4 separate regions of the Mus musculus genome follow, and all the other regions are linked to region 1. The links are chromatin contacts, called in public HiChIP or PLAC-seq, Micro-C and promoter capture Hi-C maps. All regions are on one chromosome and are shown on one strand. The core of a region is the stretch at or near the end of the contact, and the rest is flanking DNA. Distances in the headings are between cores, read along the strand shown.

What was found. Promoter capture Hi-C pulls out the DNA fragments that hold promoters and counts their contacts. Hi-C and Micro-C count contacts between places; a contact is called where the count stands out from the background. HiChIP or PLAC-seq counts read pairs in DNA pulled down with a chosen protein or histone mark.
Region 2: an H3K4me3 HiChIP or PLAC-seq map of embryonic stem cells shows a contact between it and region 1, with 26 read pairs. The contact joins the promoter of Aifm2 here to the promoter of Col13a1 in region 1. A contact is called at or near these places in 1 of 115 datasets of contacts at active chromatin or transcription factors (embryonic stem cells) and 1 of 9 other capture datasets (pancreatic islet).
Region 3: a Micro-C map of embryonic stem cells shows a contact between it and region 1, with 4 times the contacts expected there. The contact joins the promoter of Tysnd1 here to the promoter of Col13a1 in region 1. A contact is called at or near these places in 1 of 484 Hi-C or Micro-C datasets (embryonic stem cells) and 2 of 115 datasets of contacts at active chromatin or transcription factors (embryonic stem cells and fetal liver).
Region 4: a promoter capture Hi-C map of embryonic stem cells shows a contact between it and region 1, with 4 times the contacts expected there. The contact joins the promoter of Hkdc1 here to the promoter of Col13a1 in region 1. A contact is called at or near these places in 7 of 39 promoter capture datasets (the 3T3-L1 cell line, the C10 cell line, embryonic stem cells and 3 more) and 1 of 115 datasets of contacts at active chromatin or transcription factors (neural tube).

What each region holds. Positions count from the first base shown.
Region 1 is chr10:61,977,757-61,980,730 of GRCm38.p6, reverse strand. It overlaps Col13a1 (collagen, type XIII, alpha 1), which reads left to right and starts at 1,623. Exons shown (of 41, transcript NM_007731.3): 1 at 1,623-2,382. The coding sequence starts at 2,095.
Region 2 is chr10:61,713,605-61,716,603 of GRCm38.p6, reverse strand. It overlaps Aifm2 (apoptosis-inducing factor, mitochondrion-associated 2), which reads right to left and starts at 1,341. Exons shown (of 10, transcript NM_001284300.1): 1 at 1,252-1,341.
Region 3 is chr10:61,694,149-61,697,314 of GRCm38.p6, reverse strand. Tysnd1 (trypsin domain containing 1) reads right to left here and starts at 1,801. Exons shown (of 4, transcript NM_027912.1): 1 at 573-1,801. The coding sequence starts at 1,744.
Region 4 is chr10:62,420,702-62,423,807 of GRCm38.p6, reverse strand. Hkdc1 (hexokinase domain containing 1) reads left to right here and starts at 1,351. Exons shown (of 18, transcript NM_145419.1): 1 at 1,351-1,510. The coding sequence starts at 1,448. It overlaps Gm30322 (a long non-coding RNA gene), which reads right to left and starts at 1,302. Exons shown (of 3, transcript XR_380484.3): 1 at 1,237-1,302.

The DNA.
Region 1 (2,974 bases), core at 374-2,873:
GTGTCAGTTCAAACGGCATTTCAGACTGATCCGGGCAGGGCGTGAAGAAGCCTCAACTTGCTCAATTTCCTGTAGTGAACACTGCTGCTGAGAAACTCTCCAGCGCCCCCTAGTGGTTCTGAGTGCCTCTGAGTTCTCAGGCATTTGTACTGGGAGGAGATATCCCTTGACCAGGCTGGAGACCCAGAGGCCTGTTTGTTAATGAGACACATCAAGGAAATCTTGACATTGGGACTTCCTGGGCACCAGTCCTGTCAGCTGCATTGCTTTCTAGCCTCGTAGTAGTTCTCCGTGGTATCCAACTACCTAGCAGTCAGTCTTACATTAAGTCTATATAAGTACTGTATTACAAGCTCCCATTCCGTTAGGTGTGCACTCCACACTAATGTTTGCATTGCATATAACGCTCCTTCTCACTGGTCAACATGCAAAATGTAAAGTTTGCCTTGTTACTAGGAAAGGACGCTCACTCCCACACCTCTGTCACCCCCCACTTCCGGTTCACAGTTCAAGGGCCAGCCTACCCTCCCCTGCCCGATGCTTCAGCCCCACCACCTCATTTTCAGGAGTGTCTAGAGGCACAAGGAAATGAAAAGTCTACTGACAAACGTCACTCAAAGTGGGGAGCGGGGGTAGAAAAGAGAGGAAAATACCAAATGCAGAACTCCCAAAGACCACTAGCTCGTGGCAGTCAAGGAAGCCACCACAGGGTTAGCTTTGAGGTGGATAAGGGGAGATGGAGTGTGTATGTATGAGAACTGCCCGCCTTTGATGGCTTGCAATCCTAGGTTGGCTAGTCTGCTATGCGTCTCAGCTCAACATAAATAAGAGTCCCGCCCCCCTCCCCGCACCCGCCCGCGCCTGTTAGACATCCTAGGATAAACCCGGGCGATGGGCGTGACCCCTGATAAATTTCTGTTCTGTAGGTCTTTAGGTTTAGTTCTGAAAGAGAAAAGGTGGGGGGGGGGGTCAATACCGCTGCCCCGAGGCGCTGGGTTTACCACTCTGAGCGAATCTGTGGTTGGTGGCATGGTCCCACCAGAGACACCTGCAAAGAGCAGGGCCCTGGGTAGAAATGGTGAGGGAGAGATTGTCTGCTGTCACTGCAGATCTCCCAACTCAGGACGTACAGGACCAAGCAGGCGTCCAGACAGTGATTCAACAGGTTGCCCGCAGGGTCCCCCACACCCACCACCACCCACCACCCAGGCCCTAGGAAAGAGGAGTGCTGTGGTGCGGTGCATTGGGTGGCAGGAGGGTCCCCGATGTTCTGGGAAAGCGGGGTGCTGTGATGCCAGGTCCCTATGTCTTTGAGGTCTTGAGTGTGAATCTTTGGACGGGAAAAGGAGCGCAGCCTCCGCTCCACCCCATACCCCCTCCCCGCCTATAAATAACCCCAAGTGTCACTTCAAAGGGCACCAGGAGCCCCGGACGGGGGCTACCGAGGTCGGCGGGGCCCCGCACACCACGCCCCCCACCCCAGGCGACTTTGCATAAATAAACAAACCCCAGCCGCAGCCCCGCAGGAGGCGGAGGAGGAGCGGGAGGAGGGCGAGGGAGGGGCGCAGGAGATTAGTTTGGGAAGTAGCGCCCGGCGCTCATCCGATCCGCGCGGCCGCGCCGGCTGTGTCAAGTTACAGAGGCGCCAGAATCGGCCCCAGCGCGGCTCACTGCAGCCACGACCCACCTCTGCCCATGGGGCCCTGCATGCGTGCCCCTTCGCCCGGGGACTGACACCCGTTCTCCCCGGAGACACAAAACACCCAGAAGGACCCCGAGCGTCGCACCAGCCCGAGAACTCTGCAGAAGAGAGAAGGGAAAGAGTGGGGAGCGGGGCCAGATCCCCGAACTTGGAACATTCTTCGAAATAACTTTTTTCTTACTTTGGCGTACTCCGATCGCGTCTGCTGGTGGCTCTTGGCTGCTCCCGACTCCGACTGCTCATTTTCGGTCCTCTTTGGCGAGCAAAGGAAAGGGACGTCCTCTAGCCACGTTAACCCCCTTTCCCCTTGCCTCTCAGTTTGGATCGCGCCTCTTGGATCTCGTTTTTATTTATTCTATTTATTTATTTATTGGCTCTCAAGACGCGAGGGCATGGTGGCGGAGCGCACCCGCAAAGCGGCAGCCTCTGGCAGCCGCGGCCCTGGGGAGCTGGGCGCTCCGGGGCCCGGGACAGTGGCGCTGGCTGAGCAGTGCGCTAGGCTGCCGAGCCCCGGGTGCTGCGGACTGCTGGCTCTAGCGCTGTGTTCGCTGGCGCTCAGCCTGCTCGCCCACTTTCGGACCGCGGAGCTGCAGGCCCGGGTGCTGCGCTTGGAAGCAGAGCGCGGGGAGCAGCAGATGGAGAAAGCTATTTTGGGACGAGTCAACCAACTGCTGGACGAGGTTTGTGCCCTTTGTTGCTGCCTTTTATCCCCACCCCGAGGCGCCCCCTCGCGCAGTCCCGGGACTCCACGGGCCGGCACGGGCCGGCGCTCTTTTGCACGCTCGCCCAGGTTGCCTGTCCTAGAACTGTGGGTAGGGATCGCTGCTGAGCTGCCAGGTATTCAGAGCACCATGCGCGGGACCTCCCAGCTCCGGGAGACCCCGGGGTCTTGCGCTGGGGGCGCCCTACGCGCGCGGCGGTCAGGTGGAGAAAAGCAGGGCGCGCAAAAGGTGCGCAGAGGCCGCCAGGGCTGGTTGCGGGAAATAGTCTGGGTGCACGCTTGCAGGGGGGCTCTGGTGGCCCTGTCCGCTCCACGAGGGTGAGTGCTGCCTGGTTTTATGGTCACATTTGGAAGCAGGGAAAGAGAGTGAGCCATTTAAGGACCTAAAGGGACAATTTCTAAAGTGGATTGCTCTTTGCTGGTCCCTGTTTGCTGTTTCTGGCCCCTAGGGCCCAAGTGTGAGTTTCCTGGCTCAGTCCTCCTCAGGGTCCCGTTAACCTATGACTCTTCCGGCTGTGGCCTCTGGAATGATCCTAACTCAATCCCTGCAA
Region 2 (2,999 bases), core at 92-2,591, 260 kb after region 1:
CACACAGGGTAGCCACATCTCCACTGTGGCCTCGAGGCAGAAGAGGCTCCTGAAGTGTGACTCAATAGGCTATGATATCTGTCCCCTCTTCCACTGGGGAAGGGAGGCGATGGCTCCCCTCTTTGGACACCAAAGACCAGGCTGAGAGTGAGCACTCTAGGGACAGCTGCTGAGGAATGCACCCCTAGATATACCGTTGAAAAACACCCCATGCTAAAAGGGACTGGCTGATAGAATGAAGAGGAGAAGGAAAAGAAGCACTCACTTTGGCATAGACACTCCTGCACTCAGACACACACACACACACACACACACACACACACACACACCCCAAGTGACCTGCCCATCCCTGGCCATTGCCAACCTGCATCTCCCTCCAGACAAGGCCCACTGGCTGTACAGTACTTGATAGGCCCAGCTCTAGTGAACAGGAGGTGACTTAGGCCAGTGTTGACATGCAGTCCCTTGAGAGTGTGGCTGAGCACTTGGGGTGTGTTGGCAGGGGACACAGGCTCATGTTAGAAGCTGATGCTAGCCTTGGTTCATAGGTGCTGAGTGGGGAGATCTGGAAGTTTCTTTCCAAACTACACCTGTCCTCCCCCGGGGGCCTCAGCTCTTAAGACAGCTGAGCATTCCCCCCCCACACCCCTAAATCCCAGGGTCAAAATTATCTTAGTGAGCTATGGGGATGTGTGGAGTGTGTGGTCTTGGAAAGAACAGGGTGCCTGGGAAGAGGGGGAGGAGGGAGGAAGAAAGAGTAAGAGAGAGGGAGAGTGGGAAAGGGAAAGAGAGAGGGGGAGGAGAGAAAGAGAGAGAGGGAGAGAGAGAGAGAAGAGAAGGGGATTCAGTCATTGCTGGTCTCGCTTTTTCTAACAGAACCCCTATTTCACAGGGGGGCGGGGTGAAGCAGGCCTCCAATGCACCCCTGGGTAACCCTACTCACTTTCTCTGAGATTCCTAAGGGTCTCCCGCTGCACTCAGACACCTCAGTCCTTCTGTCTGAGACCCTCCCAAGATCAAGGCCACGCCTGCCCCGCTACCCCTGCGCGTCCTGCTTCCCCCTCCCAAGACCCCAAGTTCTTCCCGGACAGATTTAGCGGACATTGAGGAGCAATGAATCCCGAGGAACCTGGTCCTCCGGACCGGCGTTAAGTATCCTAGGCAACGGCCCCCTCCTAATTCCGCGGCCCCTGTCATGCCCCTAGTGTACCCCACGCCGCGCGAGGGAACAAGGATCCCCAGTGACCTCACCTGTAGCGGTCCTTGGTCCTCGCGTCTTCCGGCGCTGAGGCCCCGTGTCGGGGCGTGCCCATCACTGTCTCCGGGTCGCAGCCCCGCCCCGAGCCCCGCCCCCGAGCCCCGCCCCTCCCGCTGCCCTGGAACTGACCTTGACCGCCTACCAGCCGCTCCCTACTTGGACACTCCCAGCGCTGATGCAGCCTAGCTAGCCTCTCAGCCTGCCAAGATCCTGCGCCTTAGTTTTGCCAGGGGTTTCTGGGAGACAACCGAGAGCCTCCCCAACACACACACACACACACACACAAACACACACACACACACACACACACACACACACACACACACACACACACTAGCTTTGCCATCTGCACACATGTGCATACGGACTGAGCGCCTGCTGTTCGCCCAGTCTTTGGTCCTGCACTGGAGCTTTAAAATGGAGAGCGGAACCGGTATATCCTTTGGTTATATGGTAGCCTGGAGAAAGAAGGGGTTTAACACAAGACTCAGGAGCTGTTTGCCTATCCTGAGTGCCCTGGATTTCTTACCCACAGAAGCAGAGCACGGTGGTGCATACCTGTAATCCTAGCATTTAGGAAGTAGAGGCAAGAGGGTTAGAAATTGGCTACTGAGTCCACTTTGGACTTCCTGAGATCCTGTCAAAAAAATGAAGCCATCAAACCACCACTGCTGACAGACTGCAGTGGTGCAGCCTTTAATCCCAGCACTAGGGAGGCAGAGGCAGGAGGATGTCTGTTGAGTTTGAGGCCAACTCGGAGCAAGTTCCAGGACATCCAGGGGCTACACAGAGAAACCAGGTCTCAAAAACCCTACAAAACAAAACAACAACAACAAGAAGACAAACAAAACACTACCACATCTCCTGTCACCTACTGCTGTAAGGAAGCTTGGAGATCAAAAAGTATTCAGGCCTCTCTCCCATACTGAAGTCAGCCCTGAGCAAGGGAGAGAAGCAAGCATGTGTGCCAAGTCACAGAAGGATGCCAGAGATAGGAAAGCCAGAGCATTCGAAGCTACATAGGGGAACGATAGGGCATCTGTCTCCAAGCAGATATTGTCCCCTACCCTAGGGGCAGTAGGCAAGTGTCCGTGAGGTCACGTACATACCTGAGCAGGGTGTACTAACTCATGCTTGTACCCACAGCCACTGGGGAGGCTGAGACAAGGAGGTTTACAAGTTCAAGGATATCCTGGGCTACAGTGAGAGACCCTGTCTCAAACATACATAGGCAGTAGGTAGCATTTCTTTATTTGGTTGGTTGTTTTGTTTTGCTTTGAACACTTGTTTTGATGAGAATTTCACACATGAACATTTCCATCATTTCCATCCTGTCTTCTATAATTGCTACTGTTGCACACACAGAAACAGACAGAGACAGAAGCTACCTGAAGGGCTCCAACAGGCCCAGGCACGACATACATGGTACCAGCAGCTTTTACCCTTTCCCCTTCCCTCTCCTGGCTAAATCCTTAGATCATTACTAAAGCTAGCCCCGCAAGGTCGGCTCCCCTAACTGGCCTCTGACTCATTTCTGAGACTGAACACCAAGGTCCAGCCATCAAAATTCATGATTTGGCTGCACTGGCTAACTGTCCAGTCAGGATTCACCAACTCATCTGAGTACAGACTTCCCCTTTTTCTCCTTAAAAACTGTCCTTCAGAGACACCTGCTGCTGCCTTTGTCCCATCCACAGGCAGCTCCCCACCCTCCACCAATTTGATCTTCTGGGGTAATAAC
Region 3 (3,166 bases), core at 552-3,051, 280 kb after region 1:
GGCCTACTGCCAGGGCAAAAAAAGGAGAGCAAAGGTGTCTCTCCACAGAGGAAGTAAGTTGACTGTCTAAAGTTCCTTTCCTACCTACACTCTGGGGTCACTCACATCCATCCGCATGGGTCCAAGCCCTATGCTCTCATTAGGACAACCTTGCTTCATCTTCAGGTGGCAAGGCAGTCCTGGTGAGGCTCTAAGGGAGCCCTCACTAGGTATGCCACATCAATCATTACCTCAGGGCTTTCGTTTATCACTTACAGGGTTGAAGTTCTTAGGGTCAGCCTTCTATGGTCAAAGGGCTTTCACAGGGCCTAAACTGCAAAGCCAAGAGACAGAAAAGCTGCCCAAAGAGTTTCATGCTAGCTAAAGGGCTCAAAGTCACCCAGTCCTACCTGCTGCTGCCCATAGTCCCACGGGTCCCCGCGCTAAGAGTCGCTTGTGCCTGGCAGTTTGCTCAAGCTTCGCTGGGCCCTATCAAGAGGCCCAGATCCCCTCACTGGAGTCCTGGTTGTCAAATATGAACTGAGGTCTCTAACACTGGGGGCCTGGTGAGGGCGGGCAGTCCTGAGTCTTACTTGGGTGTAGCGGAGTGTACCAACACCCTGGCTGCTTCCCGGGGTGCCACATGGCGACAGGTGACCACCAGGCGAGGCGCCACGACCACTCCGGAGCCCCACACGGTACCACACTCCACCAGCACCGCCGCGGCCGCCCACGGGGGTCCGAGATCGCGCAGAGGCAGGCCCCGTGGCGTGCTCACATCGGGTGGCGGCAGCAGCACAGACAGGGAAGCGGAGCCGGGGTGCAGACGGGCGAGCGCCCAGCGGGCAACCTGAAGCAGCGGGGCGGCGGCGCACAGCAGCGTGAGGCCCACCCACTCGCGGGCCTTCCAGCAGAGCGGCGCGGCCACCAGAGCCACCAGCGCACCCGCAGGTCGAGCGGCGAACACTCCGCCGCCTTCCGTGCCCGGCAGGCAGCGCGCGTCGGTGAGCAGCAGCGGCCCGGCCGCGTTGCTGAGCACGCCGCGGCTCAGCGTGTTGAGGAAGATGTCCGGGCAGAAGGCACCGAACGGAGAGCCACAAGCCAACAGCGGTGCGCCCTTGACCACGGCCCCGAGCGGTGCCACGGTCACCACCGGTCCGCGCCTCTCCTCCGCCGCCGCGCCCCGCTGCACCCGCAGCAGGGCGAACCAGCCGAGCGCGCGCAGCTGGTCCTCCTCTTCCTCCTCCGAAACCGCATCGTCGGGCGCCGAGCTTACGAAGTGCCATTGATCGACCGCATCGGCCCCGAAGAGCCGAGCGAAATGCGAGCGGAAGGCCGGGCAGCTGAGCAGCAACAGCAGCTGCGCTGGTCGCGGGGGCTGCAGAGGCCGCGCGCGGGCCCGGCTCGGGGCGCCGGGTTCGAGGCCCAGGCTTGCGCACTGAGGCGTGCACAGCCCCGGGAGTTCCTGATCCGCGCGACCGGCAGGGCTGGCAGCCGTGGGTCCCCACTGCACGTGGAGACGTAGGTCATCGCTGCAACTGTCGCCCGGCAGGAAGGCGGTGCCCGTCTGGGTCAGCGCCGCGCTGCCCGTCCGCAGGAAGGGGGTAAAGATGCCTCCGTGGCACAGCACTAGGCCTGGGTTACGGCTCAGAATCACCCCGCTGCAGCTCCACGAGCCCGCGTCAGGCTGTCCGGCCCGCGAGGCGCTCACCACGCAGCCCGCCTGCTCCGCCACTCTCATAGAGGGTCCCCATTGCCGCCCCATGGCTTCCCCAAGACGTCGCACAACGGCTGTCACCACAGGGCGACTGGCGCAAACTCTGACTCAGGCCTCCTTGCCGAGCCCGATTGGCTAAACCTCAAGCGACCGCTCTTATTGGTTGGGCACAGCGCCGAGTCCTGATTGGCTATTGATGCTACTCCTCGTTTGCTAATCCTCCTTTCCCCGCCCTCTTAATTTAGCCAGCCTAGGAATCCTTGGGTTTGGGGTGGCGGGGTGGAGGGGCGGGGGAAGAGGTGAAAAGAAACCTCCTGAGACACAGACGTGAAGCGTCACAGGGAAACCGACAAGGGCGACACTCCCCAGTCGAATCTCGTACTTGACCGGCATCTAACTGTACCCTACAGCCACTGCACGGATGTAAGCAACCTCCGTCTCTTGACAGTGGAACAATATGGGCCAAGGGAACCCTTGGTTGATTCAGTACGTACATTCATACATACATGTGTTTATTCTGGATTTTCGAGATAGGGTTTCTCTGCTTGGTGCAGGAACTCGAGCTGCAGACTAGGATGGCCTCGAACTCGGGATCTACCAGTTTCTACCTCCCAAGCCACCAAACCCCGATCTACTTAAAAAATTTTGTAAATCCTACAACAATCCACTAGGGGGCATGCGACTCACAAAATTGCTCCTAGGACAGTTACTAAAATTCCTAAATACATAAATTGTTTTGAAAGTGGCACAGGGTGCCACTTTTTGGCCCACACTGGCATCGAACTTCGGCAGTTCTTCTGCCTACATCCTCCCTAGAGTCCAGGGATTACAGTTTTACTTTACCCATGGGTTATTTAACCATGTATTATACAACCTTTCACACGACATGTCTAACCACCACTCCGGATTTATGTTAGGTCAGGGCAAATACTTTGAAAGTACAGACTGAACTAGTTCAGGTTTTGTGGGCTATAAAATCATCACTTCCAAATATTCAGCATATAACCCAGTCTCGTAATTCGAATTTCATAACAGCTCATCTCCTCCACCATTTACAAGTGTAAAAATCAAGACTGGAGAGGAGGGCTCAGCACTTAAGAGCTCTAAGCACTTACAGCTCTAAGCATGGACCTTAGTTTGGTTCCCAGCACCCACATGGTACCTTACAGTTGCTTGTAATTATAATTCCAGGATATTCAATACTCTCGTCTGGCATCTGCTGTCCCCTGAACTCATGACTCAGGCAGGCAAACACGTACACATAAAATATAGTATTAAAAAGTTCCTCACTTTCCAAGGACAGGTGGGCATGAACAGGTATGTTTGGAGAGACTTCATGAATCTCTCTAAAGTATATTAATGGTTTTTGGTTTGGTTTGGCTTGGTTTTTCGAGACAGGGTTTCTCTGTGTAGCCCTGGCAGTCCTGGAAATCACTCTAGACCAGGCTGGCTCAGAAATCGGCCTGCCTC
Region 4 (3,106 bases), core at 102-2,601, 440 kb before region 1:
GCTAACTCACACCTGAAGGGGACATGCTCTCCTGTGCTTAGACAACACACAGTACGCCTTATAACACGAACAGCCTTTGCTGTCCTTTGCCTCAGTGAAATCCCATAGGCTGCCTGCCTGCCTGCCTCACTCCCAGGCTACTGGACACTGTAGAAGTCTTTGATTTTGGTTGTTTTCCTTCTGCCCACTCCTTGTCATAATCTCATATCCCATCCTGGAGTGGATGGCCTTGCTGGCCATCACTGAATTCACTAACCAGCCAGTGGCTGGGAGGACTGCAAAAGGTTGTGTTCCCATGTGGCAGATCCTTCTCATACCACGCATGGTGAGAGCAGAGGGCAAGAAACCAGGTGTCTCAATGGTAGTACATCCTTCCTGCGCAGCACTCCAGCAGGGCCTGGTGGCTTCCATTCTTAATGCCCCCACCTCCCAACACACACACACACACACACACACACACACACACAGAGAGAGAGAGAGAGAGAGAGCAGCCCCAAGCTACTAAAGGCTGTCTGGCTTACCACTGTGGAGTATTGATTACTTCTCATTAGCTTATCTGCCACAGTAGAGGAATTGTCTCAGCATTTTTTTTTTTTTTTGAATCTGCAGGACCAGGACACTGCTTAGCCTTAGTTAAGATGGTGCCTCAGAAGCCAGGCAGCAGTGGCACACAGCTTTAATCCCAGTACTCGGGAGGCAGAGGCAGGTGGATCTCTGAGTTCGAGGCCAGCCTGGTCCACAGCCAGAGCAGCCAGTTTTACACAGTACTCCTTATAACACGAACTCCCTCTCAACAGCAAAAGGAATTAAGGCACTGGGGCAGGGGTGGGGAGGGCAGCTCTAGAGTGCTTACCTAGCTTCTATGACGTCCTGGGTTCAAGCCCCAGCAGGAAAGGAAAAAGTATTTAAGAGACTTTATTGGAAAAGATACAGGGAGCCAATACCAGTGAAACCCATCTGGAAACAAAAAACAAAACCAAAGACGCTGCCTAGGATACCAGGAGTCTACAGTCCTGTTGCCTCGCTGAGAAGAGGAATTCTGGAACTGGGATTTAGTTCATAAATTGGCTCTGTTTTGCTCCCCCCACCCCACCCCCAACTTCTCACAAGCTTTTCCTTAGCTGAGTGGTCTTAGAGCACAGGCCTTAGTGTGTCACTTAGCAACAAGATTTTCTCGATGCTCAGTTCTCAAATAGTCAAGTGAGCCATCAATCCCCAGCCTTCCCCTCTGCTTACCTTCAGCTCCCACCAGAGCCTCCTGTTAGACAATCGAGTGTGTGGCGGAGGGAGGGACCAAAGACGGGCGAAGTTTAATCATTGAACCGAGCAGCTGGAAGTATTTAGCCCAAGCACCCACCTCCCCGCCCAAACTAGAGGCGTGCAGCACTCCGCAGACAGAGAGTGTACTGAAGACTCGGCGCTCTCGGGAACAACCGCACTTGGGAACATGTTTGCAGTACACTTGGTGGCGTTTTACTTCACCAAGCTGAAGGAGGACCAGATCAAGAAGGTAAGGACTCTGAAGCTGAGGTGTCTGGCCCAGTCTACGCTGACAGACCCAACAGACTCCCTCTCAACAGCAAAAGGAATTAAGGCACTGGGGCAGGGGTGGGGAGGGCAGCTCTAGAGTGCTTACCTAGCTTCTATAACGTCCTGGGTTCAAGCCCCAGCAGGAAAGGAAAAAGTATTTAAGAGACTTTATTGGAAAAGATACAGGGAGCCAATACCAGTGAATGTCTCAGGGAGGAAGAGGTAGTAAGTGTCCCACATTGCTCATTGTCCCTCGTCCCGGCTTTCAGTCAGAGCCTCTTGGCAAATATGGGAAATTGGAAGTCTTCAAAAAGTTCTAGGAACTTTGTGCCCAATTCAGGGCCATTTAGGGGCAAGGCCACGACGAAGGTGAGTCGTTTATAAAGAAAGAGATCTTTTTGTTTGTTTGTTTGGTTGGTTTTTCGAGACAGGGTTTCTTTGTATAGCCCTGGCTGTCCTGGAACTCACTTTGTAGACCAGGGTGGCCTCGAACTCAGAAATCTGCCTGCTTCTGCCTCCCAAGTGCTAAGATTAAAGGCGTGTGCCACCACGCCCGGCTAGAAAGAGAACTTTTAAAAGTGCATCCGATTATTCATGTGTTTGAAATCAAATGGAAATAAAGGCACCAAGAGAAAACCTGGGGTTTATTTTATGATTTTGACACAGGGTCTTATATGGCCCACTCTGGTCTGAGACTACAATCTCAGTCTCCCAAGTGCCTGGAATTACAACCTACTCGGCATGGCTGGCATGTACATTTTAACACAGTTGTAATTTTCAGCATGTCCTATTGTCCTATTAATAGGTCAGAGTTTTTTGGCTACTTTGCCCCAGCTACAAAATCAAGATGGGCTCTAGTTGACTGATGAGACCAGGATTATCTCCTGGCAGCTAAAATGAGTGCAGCCTGTGTCCCTGGTCACACTCACTGGCTGCTGACAGCTGCAAGGAGGAGGATGTAGCATCTCCATTGACAACAGGAGTCCTCTGGGCAACCAGACTCTGCCAAGGTCACCCGGGCACTAACAGTACACTGAAACTGGCAGATGCCTCCTCTAGCCTTCTAAATGCTTTTCAAACTTTGAAAGAAGAAGTATGGCCCCCTTGTAGCCCCTTCTTTGCTAGTGGGTAAACGCCGCCTGTCTGCAGTCCATGAGAGCCAGGGCAAGCCGGAGAGTAGAAACCCATTTGCTTTGACAGCTTTTCATTCTGTCATTTGTTGGACTAGATTCCCAGAACCCCCTCTGCTGACTGCTTGAGGGGTGTAAAGTCCTTTGCAGCCCTGTTTCAGAACTCATTGCTGTTTCTCCCAGCTGGGCGGAGAGGCCAGCCCTAAGGATAATCTTTGAGACTGAAACCTTTAGTTTGCAGTCACTTCATCCCCCCGACTCCGTACAGTGGCTCACCTTTTGTTCTAGCCTGGGATAAGGCTGGAGCATGTTTGTCCACCAGCCCAGGAACAGGTTCAAACAAGGCATTCCAGAGCCTCTGTCAATACCTGGGTTGAGTTCCTCCCCTCACGGTGAAAAGCAAGAAAGTCATGAATCCCCCAAGCCTAATCAAGGGCCCAGCAGGT